Linked DNA regions of Muntiacus reevesi: region 1 is linked to region 2. Evidence: chromatin contacts called from public Hi-C data. All regions are on one chromosome and are shown on one strand. The core of a region is the stretch at or near the end of the contact, and the rest is flanking DNA. Distances in the headings are between cores, read along the strand shown. Region 1 holds the start of FRS2 (fibroblast growth factor receptor substrate 2). Region 2 holds the start of RAB3IP (RAB3A interacting protein).

What was found. Hi-C and Micro-C count contacts between places; a contact is called where the count stands out from the background.
Region 1: a contact with region 2 is called in a Hi-C map of blood, with 2.5 times the contacts expected there. The contact joins the promoter of FRS2 here to the promoter of RAB3IP in region 2. A contact is called at or near these places in 2 of 3 Hi-C or Micro-C datasets (blood and muscle).

The regions. Positions count from the first base shown.
Region 1 is chr4:159,001,229-159,008,769 of mMunRee1.1, reverse strand. FRS2 (fibroblast growth factor receptor substrate 2) reads left to right here and starts at 5,339. Exons shown (of 10, transcript XR_010663070.1): 1 at 5,339-5,479. It also overlaps the pseudogene LOC136167577.
Region 2 is chr4:158,733,771-158,741,371 of mMunRee1.1, reverse strand. It overlaps RAB3IP (RAB3A interacting protein), which reads left to right and starts at 1,643. Exons shown (of 10, transcript XM_065934645.1): 1 at 1,643-1,850.

The sequences.
Region 1 (7,541 bases), core at 4,090-6,589, 260 kb before region 2:
ACAACAGTTTAATTTTTTACACCTTTTAAAGGAAAACGTAAGTTCCAAATTTTTTCTCCATTTTTAATTACAAATTAAAAGTAAAATGTGCTGATGACATATTTGAATGTTGATGAGGAATGTTGATGACCATTCCTTTATTTTTAAGCTTTTATTGCATTTGTGTCAATGTGACTTTTTTGCTCAAATTCAACCTTGCTATCTCCCATTTCTCTACACAAGCATAATTTGACTACAGATACTGGTTTCCAGTGTCAATATTATATCGCTTCAAATTGCTTCCATTGTCTTTAAAAGATGCCTATTTTTCACCACATGTATAGGACTCTTTATGACAATTTGCAATAAAAACAAACTGTGCAAGAATTATATTGGAATTAAAGGAAATCCTGGACATCTGCAGTTTGTACACTTCAAAACTGAAGATTATAAACGTGTCAGTATGACTTGGGATAGAAGGAGGAGAGAGATGAGAAGGATCTGTGTGGGTTTAATATAGTACCCTATAAAAGGCCTGGAAGAGATGCATGGACTCTTCTATAAATCTAGTAGTCTCTTTCAGTTGGGAGGCAGTCATGGCCATAGCACATGGGAAAGGCTCAATAAATATTAATTCAGTGGTTAAGACCATGTCTCCAGAGATAGGCTGCCTGGGTTCTAATCGTGGCCCCATTACTTGCTTGTTACCTGAACTAGCTGTGCTTTTGTTTCTTCATCTAGGGAAAAAAAAATCACAATCCATAAAGTTAATTTATCACGAAGTTTATTCAAGTATTTGTTATTATTTGTCATTTCTGTTTCCAAGGCACTTGACAAATAACATCAGCTACAATGCCTGTAAAATGTTGGTGGTAATTGTATTTATAATCTGATGCCTGCACTTGCTTGGCTAGTTTAGAAATGGTACAGCATGGTACCCCACAATTTTCTACCCCAGAAAAACAATTTAAAATTACCTCAAAATACATATTATATAAGGCAGCATTCTATTTTTGTTTCTCTACGATTCCCATATGATTCCACACACCATGGCCCCAACCTAAGTGTGTGCCATGAAGATTTCATGTGTGAGAGAAGCCAATTCATTGTACTACTGAATAAAGAGCTGCACATGAGCTAAAGGCATTGACACCTTGTGGGATGCATGCCCAGTTTGCCATAGTGTCCAAATTTTCAAGAGACACCAGAAATTGGGATTGTTATTTTACATGACATTACTCAATTTAAGATTTTTGACTCAATTTATTTCTTGTTACAGAACTCTGTGGGTCAAACAACACAGTTGAGGCCATTTGTCAAATCTCTGCCAAATATACTAGTACATAGATATGATAGATATGAGTACGCTGTGCTGTTATTCAAACCGGTTTTTAAAGCACTTGTGCCAAGAAGGTACAGACGAAATATGACAAAGCCTTCATGAAACTCACAGTTTAGTGGAGCGATCGGCAATAACGTCAGAGAAGAGAGTGAAAAATGGCATAGCAGAATGTGGAACCCAGGACTTAAGCCTGGTGATTTAAGTATTTGATCAGGCGTACGTTAAAACAAACAAACAAAAACCACAAAGAACCCCATTATTTCAAAAGTTGGCAAACTGGTGGACACCCAAGTAGATGGCTCTTTTGTTTAACAAAACACCTTAATGGATTTTTGGGGTGGGGGCTATGCATAGACAGGGTGACAGCCTTGCACAGTTCCAGGGGGACCATTCCTATTGTGCCCTGTGCAATTGGCACCCCCTTGAGCACCATTTAGGTTGTATTCTTTGTGAATGGTACCTCCTGGAATTGTGCAAGTTGGCGACTCTGTCAACAAAGATAGGCCTAGAGTCTGGTCTGAGAGGAGGATTGAGAGCTAAATCCTTCTACATAATAAAGTGGGAGGAATTTTAAGTCTTTGCCTAGGGGGTGGAGGCAGGAGGGTGGAGGGATGCTTGTAATGGGGAGAAGAAAAGGGTTTGGAGAAAAGATCTCTAGGATGAGGATGGGCCAGCAATGTGACAACAACCTGGAGCCTATGAACCTGGCGAGAGATTTCTTGTAATTTTTAAGAGAGATTTTTAAGAGATCCTTTGTTATCCTCTTTAACCTCCAGTAGATACTGATAAATGAAGTCAAATGCATTTTCTGTGGCATCAGCTACAATCTTTGAACCTCTTATGTATGAATCCGGAGAGAACCAGGAAAGAGTCAATGCTTAGGCTGACATAGCAACACTTGGCTAAACATATGAGGACTATGATAACTTGCCTTTTTATTGCTTTTCTTCAAAAAAGTTCAAAGAACTTATGCTTTTATTTCCTCATTTGTTCTAACATTCCAGTGTGGGAGGGGCAGATTTATGATAACATTATTTAGAGATGGAGAAATTGAAATAGAGATTAAATCGCTTACTCAATGTTGTATAGTTGGGCTGGTGAAGCCCACAGTGGAATTTGGTTCCACAAGCTCCTGCCACGAAGTGGAGAGATCATGAGTTTTGGAATTAGAGGGATCTTTGTTTGAACAACCCTGATTTCTGTCCCTTAATAAGAATGTGGCCTTTAAGTCAATTACTTCATCTAAGCCTCAGTTTTTCTCTTCTGTACAATTAAGGCCATCAAACCTCATAGTAGGGAAGTGAAGATCAATTTCAAAAATGCAGGTTAAACCCTTGCACAGAGTAGTTCGCAAATGAGATTAGTTCCACCTCCAACCCAGTAGTATCTGGTTAAATTTCAGTACAAATTGACAGTAATCAAAAAAGAATCCTATTACTTTTTTTTTCTAGTCTCCTCTCCAACTGAAAGCAAAACATAAATAAATAAATCACTTAATTTACTGGGAAGAACTTTTGCTTCAGTAGAGTTATTTCTGTTGGGGATAATTAGAAAAAAAAGGTGGGGGTGGGGATTTGTGGAAGACAAGATAGTAGAGTTCAGAGGTTCTAAAGCTTGAGGATGTATCAGAACCACTGAGAAGGCCTGTCAGGACACAGATGGCTGGGCCCCACACCAGTTATAAGGTCTGGAGTGGGGCCTAATAATTTGCATTTGTAACAAGTTCAAAGATGATGTTGATGATAGTAGTCCAGGGACTACACTTGAGAGAAGCACTAGCATTTCACTAGTTAAGTGAAATTCTGGGGGTGAGATCCAGCCCTCTGTGTTTTGACAAGACCTTTCGGTGATTCCGAGGCATTCCAAGACCTAGAACCTCTGGCATAGTGGTGAAAAGCAGCTGAGGAGAAAGACTCACATTCAAATCCTGGTTGCACCGTTTACTAGTTAGATGACCAGATTCAATGACAAACCTGCGGTGCCACTGAATCCAGCAGGGAGCCTGACAATGTTTGCGATTCAGGGTTCCTCTCGCTATCCCTCTAAGCCCTCGGTGGAAAGTAGCGAGTCCTGCCAGCCCAGGCTCCGTTTTTTACTTCTTCGCACTCCAAGGCACGAAAGGCTGATAAATTTGGCCATTAGAGAAGTATTTACAAACATTTCTGTGATCACAGAAATAAAACAAGGCAGCACTGTTAAAAAAAGAAAAAAGCCCAAAGCAAAGGCATTGTTTGCATCTTTCAATTCGTAATAACAGGTTGTGAACTATTTTCATTTCCCCTGACTTTCGTAGTAGAAAATTTAAAAAATCTTCCTCTTCCTCCCCTACAGTTTTAAGAGATGCTTGTAAATTTGTTTGGCAGATAGTATGCATGCTAAGCGCTCCCTGCCAGCCCCTGACCCAGAATCTAGCCTCAAATACAGAAACTACCTCAGATGTTTGGTGCCTTTCTGATTTTGTGGTTAAGGAATCCTTTTTGCCGCCTCCTTTCCCTGCCTGTCCTCTGACTCTAGGTCCTCGAACTGTCTCAGCTCACAGTGTCACAAGTAGCCAGGCTGGCCCCAGGACATTGTGTGGCTCACCTACCTTCATTTTTCCCATTGCAAAAACCTCTGTTGTTTAGTCTTCCGCGACCCTGTGGACTGCAGCCTGCCGGGCTCCTCTGCCCATGGGATTTGCCCCGAAAGAATACTGAAGTGGGTTGCCATTTCCTTCTCCAGGAGATCCTCCTGACCCAGGGATTAAACCCATGTCTCTGGCATTGCAGGTGGATTCTTTACCACTGGTCCTCTTGGGAAGCCCTCTACTATTTTATTTCCTTATTTCCTTCACTAACCTTTTCAATCACCTATTAGTAATCTGTAGTTTTCCAAATTACCTCCTTCTAGAGTGATTCCACTGGAGGAAAAATTGTTCTTATTAGTGACAAGGTATGAAAATGGTTGATTTTTACCCAGACCAGGTGGTGCTAGAGGTAAAGAATCTGGCTGCCAATGCAGGAGACTCCGGTTCCATCCCCGGGTCGGCAACCGGGTCTTATCCTCTAGAAGAGGGCATGGCAACCCACTCCAGTATTCGCCTGAAGAATGCCATGGACAGAGGAGGCTGGTGGGCTACCGTCCATAGCGTTGCAGAGTCGAACACTACTGAAGCAACTTAGCACACAGCATTTTCATTCTGAATTCCTCTAACAATCCAGAGATGATTATATATGTGTGCGTGTGTGCACATGCAAACACACATACACAGCAACTACATTAAACTTATCACAAAGGAGGAAAAACAAGCCTAGAGAGGTAAAGTAACTTGCCCAGGGTGAAAAAATAAAAGTATAAAATAACAGGGCCCAGGCAGTAAGCTTCCAGTTTTCCAGTTCTTGGCCTCAAGTGATGGAATAAAGGAATATAATTTGATTCCTGTCCTCAAAGAACTTAAAACTCGTGTCAGGGATGGGTGAAATTTACACACACAACATGAGTTAAAATAAAATCAAGAACTAATGTTTGCGGTATCGGGTTTGGTCTCTTTTGATCGGTTTCCTCCTCTGCCAGAAGTAAAGGGTAGCACCAACCTCAAGGGATTTGAGGACGATTAACTGAACTAAGCGCCAAAACGCTTAATACAGTGTCTATCACGCAGTAGGCGGTCAATAAATGTTAACTATTATTATTTTTAAAGGAGGCAAACTGGGGTGGTAAGAATACTGGAGAGAGTCGGAAGGCGGGTGAAGGCGCTGGACCCTGGCAGCTAAATCTTCTGAGCCTCAGTTTTCTCCTCTGTAAAATCAGGTGGCCTGAGTAGAACTCGTCGAAGAGCTGTAAACGCTTCACCCGGACTTTGGGGAAAGGCGGAGCCGCGGGGCAGAAAGGGTTAGCCAGGAGCCCGGGGCGGCTTTGCGGGCGCCGGCGGCAGAGGCCCCGCCCCGCCCCGCTTGGGAGGCCCTGGCAGCTCCAGCCCGCGAGCAGTTCCGGTGCCAAAACCTTTCCCTCCCCCGCTCCCCCGGAAGTGCTTTTCTAGGGTTCGGGCCGTAGAGAGGCCTTGTAGGCACAGACGCTGAGGCTTGGTCGGCTCCGAGGAGGGGCTCCCGCCCGTGTGGGAGCCCGGGGTTTAGCGCCGGTCGACCCGCGCCCTGGCCCCTCTCACCTCCCGGGCCGACGGTGAGTGGCCGGGGGAGTGAACTGCGACGGCCGCGGGCCGCGTCGGGGCTGGCGCTCTCGGGCCCCCGCTACCCGCTCTGGGCTCCAGGCTGCGGGCTGTGCTGTCGGGGTTCGAGAAAGGGGGTTGTCGACCGCCGCGGTTTTCGCCGAGCCGGGGGGACTGGAAGGAGCTGGCGGTGGGGGCCGTGGGGTGGGCGGGGCGGAGCCAGGGAGTGGGTTCCCGGAGCTGTTGTTGCTGTTGGGAGAGTTAAGAATGGGCTGGGCCTCCGTCCATCCAGCCCCCTCATTTCTGCTCCCCTGTATCCTCGCGCTGTCTCTGCGATTTGGTTTTTCTGTGTCCGACCCGGGGCTGGGAATCTGGACGTCAGACTCAGTCGTGGACTGTAGTTCCCGACTTCGGCGACCTCTAGGTCTGTCGTCGGGCTCAGTAATTAGCTGGGGTCTCTGGAGTGTCGTCTCTTCGGTCCCAGGGCGGGGCGATGCGTGTGTAGACGCCAGAGATCTACTGCAAGGCTTTCGGTCTAGACTGGTGTAGGGGTTGCTCAGGATCGGGTTGGACTGCGCTTGGGACCGGTGTTGGAGATGTAGGGCAGTGTGGCACCAGCGTGCCTCCCATGATCTTTACTCACTGGAAAGCTTACTCACGCTGTTGTTGAAGTCACTTCTTAAAACAACAAACTTGCTTGAGAAAAATCAGGAGTTGAGGTAAGTTCCCTTATTTTCTCCCCCGACGTTAGGAGATGCTGCTGCTCTCTAATCTGCACTCCTAATTTCTGTGGCTATCTGAAGTCACAGTGGTTTGGTGAGTTCAGTCTGCGGTTGTTGTAAGAATTGACCGCGTAGGGTTGGAGAATTATTACACCCTCCCTTTCTGCAAGTTTGTTTACCTTCATGTTTGGAATTGTCATTTTTCTTAACTTTTAAAGAAAAATTGTGCTCTGTAACTCCAAGGAGATTCCTTAGACTGTTACAGCTGTTGCTGCAGTGCAGAGGTTCACACAGGTGGCCAGAGGTGTTTTTGCTGTTGTGTTTTTTGCTGTTTTATTGTATTAGGTGTTTACTTCAGAAAAATTGAGTCTTTCGTAGAGGAGAAAGTGATGTAGGTAGTTGTTTTTAGCGAACAGGTTTTAGGTAATAAACTACTCCTGAAAGGTTTGTAGGAAATAGGATTTCCCACATTTAATAGTGATTTTAAAATTATGATCATAAAGGAATGCAGTTACTGTTGATTTTGACTGCCAGCAAATAACCATTACTTTTGCAGTGTAAAGTATATGCACACCACCTTTGTGAAACCAGTGACACTTCCCTGTACTTCTCATCTTGTGCTTGTTTTAGGACTTATGCTCTAGTTTTTTGGGAGTACTTATCTCCTTCTCCTTCCACCACCGGAAGGGAGTGATCTCATGAATTAGGGAAAATAGACTGAAGTGATTATTCAGGGAGCTGTCTTATGTACAAGAAAATTTATTTCACCACTGTTGATCTTCTACAGGTAAAGGGTGGAGGATTTTTAAAGCCCCTGCAAAAGATTGTGGCGTGAAGACTAGTTGCCCAACTTTTAGATTTAGATGGAAACTGTAGATTCTTAGCTATTTGAAATGCTTGGGATATTGAAATTGAGAGAATCTGGAAAAGGAGTCAGGTTAGATAAAGTTATGAATTCATACTGAAGTTGTGACACTGTTTTGAAGGGAAAGATTTCAAGAGTTGTAAGAATAGAAAAAGGAAAAATCAGATCCCAAAGTAAATTTAATTATGTTCACGTTAATTCAGCAGATACTGAACGTTTGCATTGGAAATTATATTATTCAAGTCAGTTCAACAGACTTGCCGTGTTAGGCATCAAACTTTGTTAGGCAACCATGTAGGAGCCAGAAAAGATACAGCCATAACAACTAAGCTTCATGTTTTGGCAGTAATTTTCTAAGGTGTGTCAGAAGTCATGAAGAGCATATTAAATATTTAGGCGTATTAAATTTTTTTTCTAATTGGAAGTGACTGCCTTGTGCTTCATGAAAGGCACTGCTAGGCATTAGAGGATGCAAAGGTTAAGTCTTGG
Region 2 (7,601 bases), core at 394-2,893:
CTACTTTCTGTTGCAGTTATTTATTTCACTTAGTTATTATTGACATGTTTGTTTTCTTCACTATGTTTGAGTCCTTGGATGATGGAGATTGTGTGGAATGGTTTCTCTCTTCCCAAGTCGAGCAGTAGGTACACAGATTGAACACAATAAACATTTGATAAATGAATGACATGGTGAAAGGGAGAGAAGGGGACTCAGGGAGAACCAACCTCCCTCATCAGGGAGATCATGTCTAGTCCCAGTAAACAAGGGATGGGGTAGATTTAAGAACTGTTTCTGAATTAGAATAGGTAAGACTCGATATATTGGAGATGGAGTACAAAAGAGTAAATAGTGAGTTTCTAGGTTTGTTTTTATTATAGGTGGATGATAACAGTAATAATGTTATTAATAGATAATATTCATTACACACCCTTCTAGCTCAGTTGGTAAAGAATCCGCCTGCAATGCAGGAGACCCTGGTTCAATCCCTGGGTCAGGAAGATGCCCTGGAGAAGGAAATGGCAACCCACTCCAGTATTCTTGCCTGGAAAATCCCATGAACAGAGAAGCCTGGCAGGCTACAGTCTATGGAGTCTCAAGAATCTGACACGACTTAGCTACTTAGACAAATACACAATATTCATTAGGCACTGTGTCATGAAGTACACTAAGTATTTTACATACATTAAACCATTTAATTTCTTAACGACTTATTGAAGTGGGTCTTATTATCCCCATTTACTGGGGCTATTAGAGATCAACTAGCTCAAGGTCACTGACAACAGCTAGTAGGTGCCAACCTCAAAGCCAGGAATCCTGATTCCTATAGCCATACACGTAACCTACTCTTCTTTATTGCCGCTCAAGGATGGCATCAATATACAGCATGGGGGTCCTACTCAATATACATATTGCATAAACTGCCTGTATCTCTTTGACTAAACATAGAGACGCATATTTGATGTGACTGCCTCTTTTTTATCAGATTTTCGGAAACATGGTTTGTAGTTTCATGTTTCCTTTCTGGAGGACCTAAAGTGGGGTGGAAGCTTGATAAAAGTTGACACGAAAGATGAGAGAAGGTAGGTAGAGACACGACATTCTCGAATGCTCTAACAGTTGCTGGAATGCTAGGATCTAGGTTCTATCAGACTCCCCTTCCTCCCATCCATGCCCCCAGAGACTCACGCACGCGCACACACACACAGACACACGTTGTAAGGTACATATGCGCGCCGAGTCTCAGGTTGGATATAGTGGTCCTCAACTCACATCGAAGGTTCCTCTTCCGACTCCTGGAGAGACCAGCAAACTCGAAGTGAACCGGAGACCGTCTGTCAAGCCCAGGGCAACAAGGTTCAGCGCCAGTTCGCCCTGGTTCCCAAGGAAACCGCCCGCGAAGGCACCTGGGGCCCGCGCCCAACACCTGCGAAGGCCCCGCCTGGCGCCAGGGGGCGCGGGAGCGCGTCGGCCCCTCCGGCCCCACGCCCGCCCCGCCCCCTCCGGCCCCACGCCCGCCCCGCCCCCTCCGGCCCCACGCCCGCCCCGCCCCCTCCGGCCCCACGCCCGCCCCGCCCCCTCCGGCCCCACGCCCGCCCCGCCCCCTCCCCGCCTCTAGCCCCGCCCCCTCCCCGCCTCTAGCCCCGCCTTCCCTCCGCGGGGCCGCTCGGCTCCGGGCTCCGGCCCGGCTCCCGGCGCAGGCGCAGTCCCGCGCTCCCTCGGCGGCTCCTCCAGCCGGGCACCCGCCGCGGTAGAGTGTAGCGGCGTCGGCCAGACGTCCTCCTCCGCCTCAGAGTGCTTCGGCGTGCGCTGTGTGCGGCTCTGCGAGCGCCCCTGAGCGCGGGCCGCGGCGGTGGTAGGTTAGTCAGGTGAGCGCGGCGGCGGGAGGGAGAGGCCCGGGACGCGGAACACCGCCCCCCTCAGTGCTCGCGCGCCCGCCTCCCGCGAGCCGGCCTGGAGGGGCGGCCGCAGCAGGTGCAGGTGAGGGCGCGGCGCGCGGGGACCCGGCCCGGCTGTCCTGGCCCCGGCGAGCGCGCTCCCCCGCCGGGGCTCGCGGACTCCGGCGGAGGCGGTGGCGGAGGCTCGGCGCCTTGGGGCATGTGGGCGCCCCTTGGGGCCGCTGGTGGGCGTCGGGCGGCGGCGGCTCCTCCCCCGTCCCTCGGGCGCGTTACTCATTAACTGCGCGGTCCTGAGCGCCCGAGGCGTGGAGCCAGAGCCAGGTTACCTGTCGGGGGGGCGCGCGCGGCCGGAGCTGAGGGCCCGGGCTTGCGGAGCAGGGTGTAAAGAGACTTCGCGAACAAGTGTGGAGGCCGGCGCCGCGCGGGAGCTGGACCGGGCGAGGCAGTAGGCATGGCCCGAGGGTCTTAGGAGGCGGCGAGCCGGGCACGGCGCCAAGGCGTAGAGGTCACCCTTGGGAGGTTTCGGCGAAACCTGGTGGTCAAGAACCGGCGCCTTAGGAGACAGCTCAGTTCAGCCTGACTTTTGTTTCGGGGAGTTGAGGCGAGCTGTTTAGACATAATTGTAATTACACTACCCTTCCAGCGTGGATAGCTCGCTCCGATCGCCCAGGGAAAAGAGTTTAATGGACTCGGGAAGTGATGGTGTAAGATGGAATCTGCAGCACGTGAAGAGTTGCCAGTTGTTATGGGATTAAAAAGAAAAAGTCTATAATGGCTAAAGGGTAAAGTCTTGAAAATTAAGAGCGCTCAGGTAATGGTGATTCGGAAGATGCAGACAGTTTAGTTTCACGGAAATGTAGCAAATTCCGAGGCTACCTGTTCCCCACTTCTGTTTCCCCCTCCAGCTTTATTTCAGGGTCGGGAAAGAGCCTTCCTTGTAAGCTTTTGCACTGAAATGATTACATAATTGCAGCAGAGGCCAGTAAGAGGATTAGAACAAAACTGTTGTATTGTAAATCTGTTGCAAGACCCGGTTTCTGTTCATTATCCTTATTTTGTTGTTCATGCCATTTTAAGGGGAAAAATGGTAAATGATATATCAAGGAGAAAGGAGGCAGAGTGGAGAAAACAGTCAAATAGATTTGTAACCAGTCAGAGTAAATATTTGATACTGTTGAAAGATTTCACCACTTAGATGGGGCCTTGTTGTGTTAACGCTTGCTGTTTTATTTACTAGTGTGGTGCGTTTTTATAGGAGCTTTCATATTTGGACAGGTACGTACCCCAAATATGGTTTGTGTGATAGAATCCTATCCTTGTGGAATATGTAGAAATACACTTAGTGGTTATATAATGTTACTACAATAGTATATTTCTTACTATTAGAAAAAAAAAAAAACCTTTTCTTTTCTTTTTTTTCCTATTTCCACTATTTCGAGAACCAAAGGGCGTACATAGACTGCAACTCTTCTGGTATATTTGGCAAACAACTCATCGGTGGTATTGAATACTGCTAACTTTTCACCAGGATGAATATTTGATGTTCAGCTGCTTTGTGAATTTTCTAATTAGTGGAGTTTCTAACTAGATCCAGTTGTAGGTTTTGAATTGGTGTAGTTAATGCTTTCTTTAATATTAGTTTCCTCTAATTTTCACTAAACCCTCAACTTCTACAGCACACGTAGACACTGTGTGTGTGTGTTGCTGTGCAGTGCAGTCTGTTGAACTTCCCTGACCTGGGATGAACCCTTGCCCCCTGCTGTGGAAGTGTGGAATTGTAACCATTGGACCAGCAGAGCAGTCCACTGCAAATAGTTTTTAAGATTGACAGATTCTTAGAAATCTACATCATCATCTTGGGATTTGATATGGCAGAACAAAAACTTGCAGGTTACAGTAGTTTTACACCTATTATTGTAATTAGTATACCCTCCCCCCCCCCCCTTTCTGAGCAGGACTCACTGAACCAATTTTAATAAAAAATTATCTTTTTTAAGTTTTAGCTCCATCGTTAAACCGTGCATATGACCTTGAGTAAATCATTTAACCTCTGAGCTTATTTTCTCCATTTGCAAATGGGGGTAGCATTAGGTTGGACGGTTTGGGGTTTGCCAGTATTCAGCTGTTTTTGACATGTCTCAATCTCACATGAGTTTCATAATGGTGGGATGAGAATTAGATGAGATACTCCGTGGAGGGGGTGGAGGAGGGGAACAGATACAGCTCAAGAGTGTGCCTTGCACTGTGCTTGTTGCTTCAAGCACCTTGACTCTCTAGTCCTTGAGACATTCCTGGCGTATAGGTGGTGTTATTACATTTTACAGATCATGAGGGTCAGAGAGGTGAATAACTTGCCTCTAGTTACCTAGTTGTCTGTAGACCTATAGCTGACTAATGGCAGAGCCGGTATTAAACACTGTGTGACTCCCCGAAATGGAAATCCTACCAGCCTTGCTCTTTCCGCTCCTGAAAAACACCTTCTGTAAAAGAGCTTTGTGACTAAGAAGACTGGTTAAAAAATAAACAGGTTTTCTGATGATGTGATACGAGCACTGCTGCTACCACTAAAGAGTCTAGCCCTTAGGGTGTATCAGGTTCTGGTCTAAGCATTATGCCAACTCATTTACTCTCACATTGACCTGGGAGTTAGGTAATACTTTATCCATTTAATAGTTGAGAAGATTGAGGCCCTGAGAGGTTATGAAGCTTGCTTAAGGTCACAAAGCTAATTAATGAGGGGACTAGACTAGAAGTTGGGCAGTTTTTCTTTGATGTCCATGCTCTTAACCTCTCTACTACTTCTTCCTGTGCAGATTATAATGCTGAAGAATTGGTTTTAATTTAGCTTTTATGAGATACTTAAATATTGGTGTAATAAGTAATTCTTAATGTATCACCAGAGATTTATAAATCAGACATTTCATTGAGTATCTACTCTTCTAGTCACGGTGGGGGTTAAAGGAAAGACTTTAGAAGATGTCTGGAAGGTAGACCATGTAATCATTGCCATATCTTTTTGTAAGTTTATCAAAATTTAGAAGGTACCTTCACATACATATGGTGCTGTAATTTTAATGAGTGTCAGGTAAGACAAAGTGCTTAAGTAGTTGGAGGGTAGGGAAAAAAGAAGAACTAGGAGTTGGTGGTGATACTTGTGTGTTGAGGGAAAGCTTTGAGGGTAATCTGAGGGAGTACATCCTTTCACACCAAGCCTCTGCCCTGTAGAGTGCGAGTCAAGATGTAGTTCAATGAAGGGTGGTAAATTGGTGCTAAATTACTTAAATACATCTGGTATCCTAAAAAGAAAATGTCTGAAGAAATGTAAAGACTCCTTTCTAGCTCTCCCTGATAGCTCAGTTGGTAAAGAATCTGCCTGCAGTGCAGCAGACTCTGGTTTGATCCCTGGGTCGGGAAGATCCCCTGGAGGGAAAGGCTACCCACTCCAGTATTCTGGCCTGGAGAATTCCGTGGACTGTATGGTCCATGGGGTTTGAAAGAGTCGGAGTCAACTGAGTGAATTTCACTTCACTTCTAGCTATTAACAGTTTCTCTTTTTCTGTCCTGCTGTCCTTACCTTTGCCACATAGTACTTATTTTTTTTTTTTAATATATATTTCCAAAGCACGGAGTACATGCCTCCATTTTGGTATCATTTTGACATTTACATCGTATTTGTAAATGTTTGTTGACAGTGAGCTGCCTTCTGGTGAACACATGCTTTAAGGGCAGGGCTTAAATGCATCTTACCCCACCATATAGCTTTAGTATTGGGCCTGGAGCCTAGTAGGTACTGTGCTGTTTGGTGATGGATGGTTAGTGAAAAAAATGTTAAAATATGTTGAAATCGGTCTAGCAGTAGAAATGGAAGTGAGTTTTCAGAGTAGGGATTGAGGGGACTAAGGGAAGGAGAGGTTAGGTAGCATTAATTTGCCATCTCTGTGTTTCCTTTCTGCTTTCCCTTCCAACTTAAAGCTAAATGCTTAAAGCTAAACAGCTGCTTCTGTTGCTAAGTCGCTTCAGTCATGTCCAGCTCTGTGCGATCCCATAGACGGCAGCCCACCAGGCTCCCCCGTCCCTGGTATTCTCCAGGCAAAAACCTAAGTGAGGTAGTTTCATAAGCTTCAGTTGTATATAGAAAAAAGTGAAAAAGTAATCTTGATTTATCTTAGGATATCAGCAGCACAAAATTAAATAGCTTTAACCATAAGCTAAGATTACTTAAATCAGAGGAAAAAGAATGGAAATTATTGAAATAGTTCAATATTCAGTATTGAATATTCAGTGAGAGGTTTGTGGCTTATAGTTGGCAACTGTTGTAAACATAAGCATAATGGAAGCCTGCTGGCTCAGATAGTAAAGCGTCTGCCTACAATGTGGGAGACCCGGGTTCGATCCCCAGGTGGGGAAGATCCTCTGGAGAAGGAAATGGCAACTCACTCCAGTACTCTTGCCTGGAAAATCCCATGGGAGGAGCCTGGTAGGCTACAGTCCATGGGGTCGCAAAGAGTCGGACATGACTGAGAGACTTTACTTACTTCACTTCTGCGTAGTAAAGTTGATGACTTGACAGTCTAGTGGAAGGAAACTCCTTGCAAGAATATGAGAGTAGCTTTGAAGCATACAGAAACATACTGATGATAGCCTGCGTGTGCATGCGCTCAGTCGTATCCAACTCTTGCGACCCCATGGAATGTAGCCTGCCAGGCTCGTCTGCCTGTGGGATTTTCCAGGCAAGAGTACTGGAGTGGATTGCCATTTCCTCCTCCAAGGGGTCTTCCCAACGCAGGGATTGAACCCATGTCTCCTACATTGACAGGCAGATTCTCTACCACTGAGTCACCTGAGACGCCCCTTAGAGCCGTTTAATAAGGAAGTGAATTGTCATTTGATGTGTGCAGATAATAGTTTTGAGTATTTGTGGGCATCTGATTGACAGATCAAGATGAAGTATAAAAGAACAACTAAAGTAGATTTGAAGAACAGTACGTAAATGTGCATTAATTAATTTCTTTTTGGGAAGAGAGTTAATTTGAACTCTCTACCTCAGAGAGACTTGTTTTCCCCTTCCTTCTCCTTCCTCAAGGATAAGTAAGGTTCCCTTCTGGTTTGTAAGACAAACCCCTTTGTAGGCTCTTATCATTTACCCTCTCCTTTATTCTCTTTTAGATCTTTATAGATATCATTCATCTGTGTTGTGCTTTACAATCTTCAGGACATTTTTACATTGACGGATAAGCCACTTGATTTTCTCAAATGTAGGCAGGGGCGATAATACCACCACCATTATAGATGCTGAAACTGAAGCTCAGAGGAATTAAATGACATGCCCTAGTTCACACAGCCAGTTAATAATAGAATCTGAATTAGAAGGGTTTTCTGAAGCTTGTTTGATCAAATGCTTAGTTTTCCCCAAACTTTAAAAACAGTTTCTCCAATCTTGCTATAGGGCGCTTATTGTTTTATCTCCAGATTTTAAAGGTGGCCTGGAATCACTGTCTCTGCTCTTCACTGCTCTGCTCTTTATTCCCTCCCTAAATACTCTTATTGCTTATTTATCCAATCAACATATACTTCAGTGCCTATTGGATATTTAGTTGACCTGTATTCTTACATATATAAAATAAAGAGACTTCCACTTTTAAGAGAAGGAAACTTGGAAAACAATTTTTTTTTAATGTTTTTATTCCACGAATTTGTAATATAGTGGCTGCCAATGCAGGA